Regions from separate parts of the Gossypium hirsutum genome. Here all the other regions are linked to region 3. Evidence: chromatin contacts called from public Hi-C data. All regions are on one chromosome and are shown on one strand. Each heading gives the region's core, a stretch centred on a gene start, on an enhancer-like site or on the middle of the called end of the contact. The rest is flanking DNA. Distances are from core to core; before and after follow the strand shown. Region 1 holds the start of LOC107916811. Region 2 holds the start of LOC107917934 (argininosuccinate lyase, chloroplastic). Region 3 holds the start of LOC107894331.

Evidence for each region. Hi-C and Micro-C count contacts between places; a contact is called where the count stands out from the background.
Region 1: a Hi-C map of leaf shows a contact between it and region 3, with 3 times the contacts expected there. The contact joins the promoter of LOC107916811 here to the promoter of LOC107894331 in region 3. A contact is called at or near these places in 5 of 34 Hi-C or Micro-C datasets (callus, fibers and leaf).
Region 2: a contact with region 3 is called in a Hi-C map of leaf, with 5 times the contacts expected there. The contact joins the promoter of LOC107917934 here to the promoter of LOC107894331 in region 3. A contact is called at or near these places in 4 of 34 Hi-C or Micro-C datasets (hypocotyl and leaf).

The regions. Positions count from the first base shown.
Region 1 is chrA01:34,593,689-34,596,388 of Gossypium_hirsutum_v2.1, reverse strand. LOC107916811 reads left to right here and starts at 1,262. Exons shown (of 3, transcript XM_016846186.2): 1 at 1,262-1,924; 2 at 2,535-2,700. The coding sequence starts at 2,608.
Region 2 is chrA01:34,806,424-34,809,123 of Gossypium_hirsutum_v2.1, reverse strand. It overlaps LOC107917934 (argininosuccinate lyase, chloroplastic), which reads right to left and starts at 1,338. Exons shown (of 6, transcript XM_016847356.2): 1 at 914-1,338; 2 at 333-713. The coding sequence starts at 1,240.
Region 3 is chrA01:35,080,198-35,082,897 of Gossypium_hirsutum_v2.1, reverse strand. LOC107894331 reads right to left here and starts at 1,304. Exons shown (of 7, transcript XM_041112052.1): 1 at 205-1,304. The coding sequence starts at 1,205.

The DNA of each region.
Region 1 (2,700 bases), core at 13-2,512, 490 kb after region 3:
TATTTCATGAAATTTAGTCTATTTATTTTTCAAATTTTAAAGTTCAAGTCCAACTGTTAACATTGTTAAACTTTTTTGTTAAATTTGTTATTATGACATTTTTTTAAATAAAAAATACTCACTTGGTAGCTATATAATTAAAAAAAATGACTTTGTAATTAACTTGAATTTAACAAAATAATAATAATAATTTAATAGTTGGACCTGAATTTTGAAATCTAAAAAGTAAACTAACTAAATTCCATGAAATAACTATACAGGGATTAAATTCTCAATTTTTGAAAAGTACAAGGACTTGTGACACATTTTAACCTAATTTTATATGTTTTTATTTTTAATTTTTTTATGTATTTTTAATTTTTAAATATATATATTTCAATTTTTTTATTCAAGACCATATTAATAGAAAATATAAATGTTCATGGCTAAATTTGTTATTTTATCAACAAAAAAAAGTCACGTTAACATTCTATTAACAATTTAATGGAGAAGTGACAAAAATATCAAATGTCAAAAATGTTAACGATCAAATTGAAAATTTTTGTAATTGAGTGCTTAAAATAAAAACTTTAATAGTTGGATCACTGCGAATGAAATTTACCATTCTTTTAAGAAAGAATCCACAAAATAATAAGATTTATATAATTGGTGTTGTATTGAAAAATAAAAGGGAAAATATAGTTTTTAGATAAATTGTACTCAAGGTCACTAGACTATTAGTAAGTTTATATTTTGGTCATTCAATTTGAAAAAGTTACAAAATGGTAATTGAATTATTCAAAAGTTTTCATTTAAGTCACTAGCCTATTAAAATTGCTGTTGTATGGCTTCTCTATTTACATCACCTACACCAATCGAAAACTCTTATTTCCGTTCTCTTCTACAATTTTTTTTTTCATTTAACAATTTTAAATGTCCCTGTGACTTAAATAAAAGCTTTCGAATAGTTCAATGACTTTGATGAAAACTTTCGAACAGTTCAATAATTATTATTTCGTAACATTTTAAAGTCAAATGACCAAAACATAAACTTACTAATCGTTTAATGATCTTGAGTATAATTTACCCATATTATTTGAGTACATTAGTTTATCTTCAATATTCAAATTTAATACTTATTTTTAACTTCCTACACATATTTTAGTCCACTTTAGTAACTTCGTTAAAATCGAATGACATAAATCATCCGATCTAAAAATATAGTATAAATGTCACATCATCAATTGATGTAGTTGTCACGTATAACACCTTAATTAATCCACTTCATTTAATTTTACTGGACTTACAAAAATGGGAAATCAAAGTTGAATATCAATCTAAACAAAAAGAAAGGGTTTGAATTTGAATATGGACCAAAATTATATTAACCCAAATTATATAAAAAGGAAAGAGGGCATAGGGCCGAAAAGCGGTGGGAAATTCCGAGAAGTGGGTGTGAGGGTTACTTGAACAACCATCACACGTTTTCCTTTTTTCCTGTTTCTGGTCAATCCAGCGCCACGTCACCCTTTCAACCGCACCTCACATCTGACCTGGCAACCAAATTCCGCCCCCAGTTGCCGTTAATCCTCTACGCCCCATCTCACTTGAATCAACTAAATTCCCCCAGTCATACCAACATCTCTTGAAATCCCTTCCCTGACCCTGCTTAGTTATTTCATTTTTTTTAAATAATATTGATGATAATCCGCTGTTAAAAGTATAATAATATTCCCTTGTATTCGTAATGTACTCTCCTTCTGTTTAAAACAAAACTGATTCTTGGAAGTGAATTGAAGGGATAAAACAATTTTTAAAAAATATATATTAATAATAGTAATAAAAATCTGTGGGTTTGCAATTTCATCACCCCTTTTATCTGATTGTCGTGCAGAATATCTGAAAATCTGGGTGTCTTTTCTTTTTTCGTTGGAAAGCTTTTAAGGTACTTCGTTTGTTGATTTTTTTTCTTTAGACTTTCCAATGAATTTTTTCTTTTCTCATAATCGAATATTGAAATTCAAGGAAGGAACTTTTGGTTTTGCTTTGCATTCATCAAAGAAGGAAACTTTAGCTTCAACTTATCCACCTTTTTTGAGGGTGTTTAATTGGTTTATTTTGAGATTCTGTTTGTACTTGAATTCAGGAAAATGTAAACGGAGTTTGAAAAAGTAAATGGGAAAAGAGTTTTTGGTTTTATGGTTAGTTTAAAGCCCAATTTTGCGAAATCTATTTTTAGCAGGAAAAAGAAAAGATGTGTTCTTTATCCCTTTTTCTCTATTTTTGACAGGGCCTGTTTATCACTTAGCCTCTTTTATTCTTCTGGATTATGTCTAAATTTCTGGTATTGACAGTAAATATTGTCTAAGACTGTATTTTTTGTTGCCTCTAATGAATTAAAAAAGATATTATTTTGTTTTTGCACAAAGATGAACACATTGTGCCGAGGATAATATAAGATTTCATAAGTTCAATCTAATGGTTTGTTTTGCTGCATCTAATTCCTTGGGTTGACTGCAGTTTGTTAACGAGTATGTGATTTGTTTTAAATGCAGAAAGTGCTGATTCAGATTAGCTCTTTTTCTGCCAAGTGATTGGAACCGCACCCTGCTTTGGTTAATTATACATATGGCTTTGGCCTTCACTCATCTTTCATGGTGGTTATGGAGTGGGAAATATCAAGAGCCTAGAACTCCTAATGGATCATCTTTAAGTTCTTCA
Region 2 (2,700 bases), core at 89-2,588, 270 kb after region 3:
TTTTATTTACCTTTAGGGGAGTAAGCCGCCCACCATGGGAGTAAGCCGCCCACCATGAATGTGTTATGCTTTCAAACTTAGTCATTTTTCTATTAGAAATATTAATCAGATAAGCTTCTTTCTAAGTTCTAAAAGTTCAAGAACAAAGTTTTCCAATTAACCAATAAAGCAACCGCTTTATTTTGACATATATAGGAGACACGTGACGGTTTTTTAACCCTGCTTCTGGAGTTGGAAAACTCAGTGCTAGTTCACTACATAATAATCATATATATAACATACATGGATGTTCGGTTTGATCTAGAATAGCTTATGAATGAAATGACTCAAACCTGCTCCACATATGCTAGAAGAAGATGTTGAAGTAAAACAGGTTGTGCCCTCTGTAAATGTGTATAACCAGGAATGATGAGACCCTCATTATTTAGAGCCAACTTCACCAAAGCAACTTGGAGATGTCTAATGCTACTAATAATCCTGTCTATAGCATCACGACACCACAGGCGGAAATCAGTCAAAACTTGATCATTTCGGCTTCGAGCAGTGTGGAGTTTCTTTGCAGGCTCACCAACCAAATCTGTCAGTGCAGCTTCAATGTTCATGTGGACATCTTCCCTGTCAGTCCTCCACACAAATTCACCAGCTTCAATGCGTCTCTCTATTTCATCTAGACCTTTCAGAATACTATCCCTATCACTAAAGCTGATCAAACCCTGCAAGCAAAAATGATAAAAACCCACATGCATTTGAATTAGCTGGAGCAAATTAGCAAAATACCATTATACAAGACAAATGATCAGAAATTGGGTTCTGCAATTCTAAAAAGTACAATATTACCCAAATTCTGACAAGCCATAAACTCATTAAAAACACTCTAAAAACAATAAATGCAAGAGGAGAAAAAAAAAAGGACCTGTTCAGCAAGCATAGAAGCATGGGCTTTACTTCCCATAATATCATGCTTATACAACTGTTTATCAAACGAGATAGACTCAGTAAACTTCTCAACGATATCAGTCACACTATCTTCGAATCTCCCACCCCAAAGCTTTGTCTCCTTTGGTTTTGCTTCTGTTTCAGATGAGTGACTCGTGGTGCACCGCAATGGTTCGAACCTTGACTTGACTCGATGCATCAATGGGGATATGGTTCTTGGGTTAGACACGGATTTGTTGGAGAGGACAGTCGATTGGGAGGAAAAAAATGGTGTTTGCAAAGAAGAAGAATGTAAGGATTCCATTAAAGAAGGGGAAGATAAAAAAGAGAGATTCTAGTGCGCCTTGCTTGCTTTTACCTTTGCCACTTCGTTAGCACTAGCAAGCAAGGAGGGTTTAGGGTGTTTTCTTTTTTGCAACTGTGTCGGGCCTGTCGGGTCGAACTGTAATAGGCCTAGTTTAGGATCGAATATGTCGGGTCTTGCTTTTGGGCTGATGGACTTATTTTTTGGAGATAATGGACTACAACTCAAGCTTTGTGGATGTAATCCTCCAACTTAATATTTTTTAATAAATTGATAATTAAATTTTAAATTTCACAATTAAATTTAAATATAAATATATACTAATTAATTAAAGGTTATTTTAAATATAATTTTAAGATTTTTACATATTTATCTATAAAAATGAGCTCAAACCTATAAAATAAGTCTTTATAAAAAATTCACAAAACATAAATTCTAATAAATTAAAAACTCGTATGAGCTCATACTCTTTTAGATGCGAAGTATAAATAGCTAATATCATTATGAAACATGGAAAAAATAAGACATAACCTTTCCCTCATTAAAACAAAAGAAGATTTTACATAAATCAAAGTCATTCACTCGGAAAAAAGGTGTTCATGAACTTTATGACTAAGAATACCACTCCATCTAAAAAATATGGATTGACCTCAAGTATAACCTCTTATTCTCTAACTTGTTTACCTTATATTAAACTCTTTTCTTCAGTGCACTGATTTAAGCATCAAAAAGCATTTTGAAGCATCAGCTCTAGTCTATCCCGGATAATAATGCTAAAACTCAGGCCTAGTCTAGCCTGGTTGTATTAATTTTTTTTATATTTTATATATATTTTTAAAAAATATAATACATCAAAACACTAAAACATTAAAATAAATGTATCCCAACAAATTAAAAATAAATTCAATAAATATTTATAATTAAATAACACTAACATAGGTACAACTTAACAAGCAAATGCCTCTAAAAAAGTAGAAAAATTAATAATAAAATAAAATTTATACAATATCCAAACAATGACAACAAAATAGTAGCAATATAATAGTGAAATGGCAACAAAACAGTGAAAAAACAGCAAGAAAACAATATTTCTTTTATTTTTGCAAATTTAGCTTAAGCTGGGCCCAAGCTATAACAACCTGTTTTTTAGTGGTGTCGGAAACAGTGGTTTCGAGGCCACCAAATTTGACGAGTATGTATTTAATATTTACGAGTCAAATGTGATTTTAAAAAGGTTTTTGATTTGATAATTTATGTTATATAAGTGATTTATTAAGTTCAAGTGGTAAGACCCTAAGATCAAGTGGCTTTCAAAAATGAGGTATCAGGACCTCATTTCTATAAACTGAGCCATAAATATTTTATAAATATTTTCAGAGTGTATTTAAGGTGGTATTAAAGTTCAGTTGAAAAATTTTAATGTTTCGATAGTTAATTAATTAAAAAGGACTAAATCGTAA
Region 3 (2,700 bases), core at 55-2,554:
TGGTATATATATTTTTTTTTGTTTTGTATAGGTACAAGGTTATGTTGTTTTGATTGTTTTTACAGCATTGGCTGTTTCTTTGGATGAATATAAAACTTATCCCCCCCCCCAAAAAAAAAAAAAGAGGTAAACAGCGTTGATAAAATATGCAGGCTATGATTAACGAGAATATTAAAATAAAAGTAAAAGAAAGTAATGGAAAACCTTATATATCGGCTACAAGCTAACCAACAATGGCCGGCTCTCTTCTTCACGAAGAGCATAAGCTTCCACCCTCTTGGAAGCACATTCCCAAACCCAGCTGCGTCGATAATCCTCTTCTTCTGGCTTTTACTCGCCCATTGACCTTCTAAACCCTTCATAAACTCCAGCAGTTGCACCTCTGTAACAATCCCCTCAGTCCTCCTTCTCAACTCCTCTTCAATTCCCAGAATCGCCTCTACATTCACAAACGCTGCCTTCTCAATTTCGCTCTCAACTTTCTTTTCCTCGCTTGCAATCACTCTACTTTGACTCTCCTCCTTTCGTGGCCGCCCTCTCCTCCTCTTCCCTTCGTTACAACTGCTACTATTACCGGCATCCGCTGTCTCATTTGGCCTAAAGGTTTTCATTTCTTTATATTCCTCTATTGCTAAAGGCTCGCTCTCAATCAGCCAATTATCTTTCCCGTCCCTCCTTGGCCTCCCTCGCTTCCTTTTTCTTAAACTACTACTAACAATGTCGACCGGAATATTCTGCAAACCGGAATTCCCGTTTGGATATTCGATTTGAACCGGCACAAGATCCTTGTCATCGTACGGTTCGTCAGCTTCGGGGTTAGCAGGCAGCGAATCATCGATGTTGAAAAGTGATTTAAGCAGAGAGAGGGCGTTAGAGCTTTCTTCGTCAAGAGATTCAGGGTTTAGGTATAGTGAACGAGAAGGGAAGGGCTCGGAAGGAGGAGAGGAATGTTGGTGGTGTAGGTGGCTGCGGGGTGCGGCGAAGCGGAGGCGGAAGAAAGTTTGTTTGCGACTTCCGGCGGATTCGTTGAAAACGGAGCGGTCAATTTTGGGAGTGAAGAGTTCGGTTTCGGCATTGGAAGGGGAAGGAGAAGAGGAGCATAAAGCAAGGGAAAGGAGGTCGGGTTGAGAGAGGAGACGGAGATCTACGACGGGGATAGATTCGATGTGGAGGTGATTGCGGTGGTCGACGGTGGCGGATGCCATCGAAAACAGAGGGAAAAAAAAAAGAGAGGAAAAAGCGGAAGTGTTCTCTCGATGCAACCGATTGGGATGGGATTTATTTACAGGGAGAGGGAATTGATTTAATTGCCCAACCAACTGTTGCCACGTCGAAATATAAACGGGACGGATCGGATTTAAACCGGGTTTTTACTTTTTACCCGAAATACTAGCCCAATCGCGGCCCCACCCTGAACTCTCAATTTGGGCTCATCCAGGGGCTTTAGCTAAATTGTATTAGAATGTCCAATCCATTTTCAGTTGTATTAAATAGTTCCATATAATATTCCCAAAGTAAAATCTGGTGTGAACAAAATATATAAAACAAATTGAATTATTGGCACTGTTACAAATATTTTAGACATAATAATTTATTTAGATTAATGCTTTTTAATTTAGATGACACATTAGCATTTAATTAATTTTTTAAAATTTTAAAAATTTAAAAAGTATATAAAAATTATTTTTAAAAATTAAAAACCATTAAAATGATTAAAAATGTATAAAAAATTAAAAAAACTATTTTTTAATTTTTTTGAATTTTAAAAAATTAATTAAATGCTGACATATCATCCACGTGTATGCTATATTAGCAAAGTTAAAAAAGTTAACTTTTTCATCCATTTTGGAATGATTAAACAAAAATACAAGTTCAAAAGCTAAAAGAGGCGAAAACTTAAAGGGATTGGCTAAAATGGTTCTTTTTTTGTAAAACTGGAGGCCTAAATAAATCATTATGCCAATACTTTAGTACTATAAAGTGCATGTCCATTAGAATAAAAAATTTGATATAGTTTAAGTCATACTTTAGGACTCTAATGTGCATTAGAAGCATCATTTTATTTCATTTATATTTCTTATGTGTGACACCCCAAATTTTTTAATAAAGTAAGTGATATTGTTCCAGAACTTGATCTGGTAAAATATAGAAGAGCATTTGAGGAGCATTATTATTAATGAACTTTTAAAGAATTATTTTGATTTTTAGAAAAGGGAAATTTAGAGAATAATTGTGAAGATGTGGTCTTGGTATAAAAAGGACTAAATTGTAAAATTATAAAAGTCATGGATGATAGAGTAAATTGATCATATTAAGGAAAATAAAAGTCAATAATGATGGGAGAACATAAGAACGCATTAGATTGAGTATTAATTTGATGAAAGTCACTTTAGGGATTAAATTGGAAAAGTTGAATGAAAATGAGAGTTTATAGACTAAATCGTAAATTTTTAAATTTTATCAAAAAAGGTCCTGAATGCAAAATTATGCATGGAAAACCCATAATTAATGTTAGTAAGTACAAAATATAGAAATTTTGAAGGACTAAGTGTCTTGAATGGAATAAAGAATAATGATGAGGCAAAAGGTGTAAAATGGTAATTTTTCTATGAAAGGATATTTTGTAAAAATTCGACCCAATGAGCCTAATTAGTCCCTTGGCCAAATTTCCTACCATATTTCCACACTTAGACATTTTTT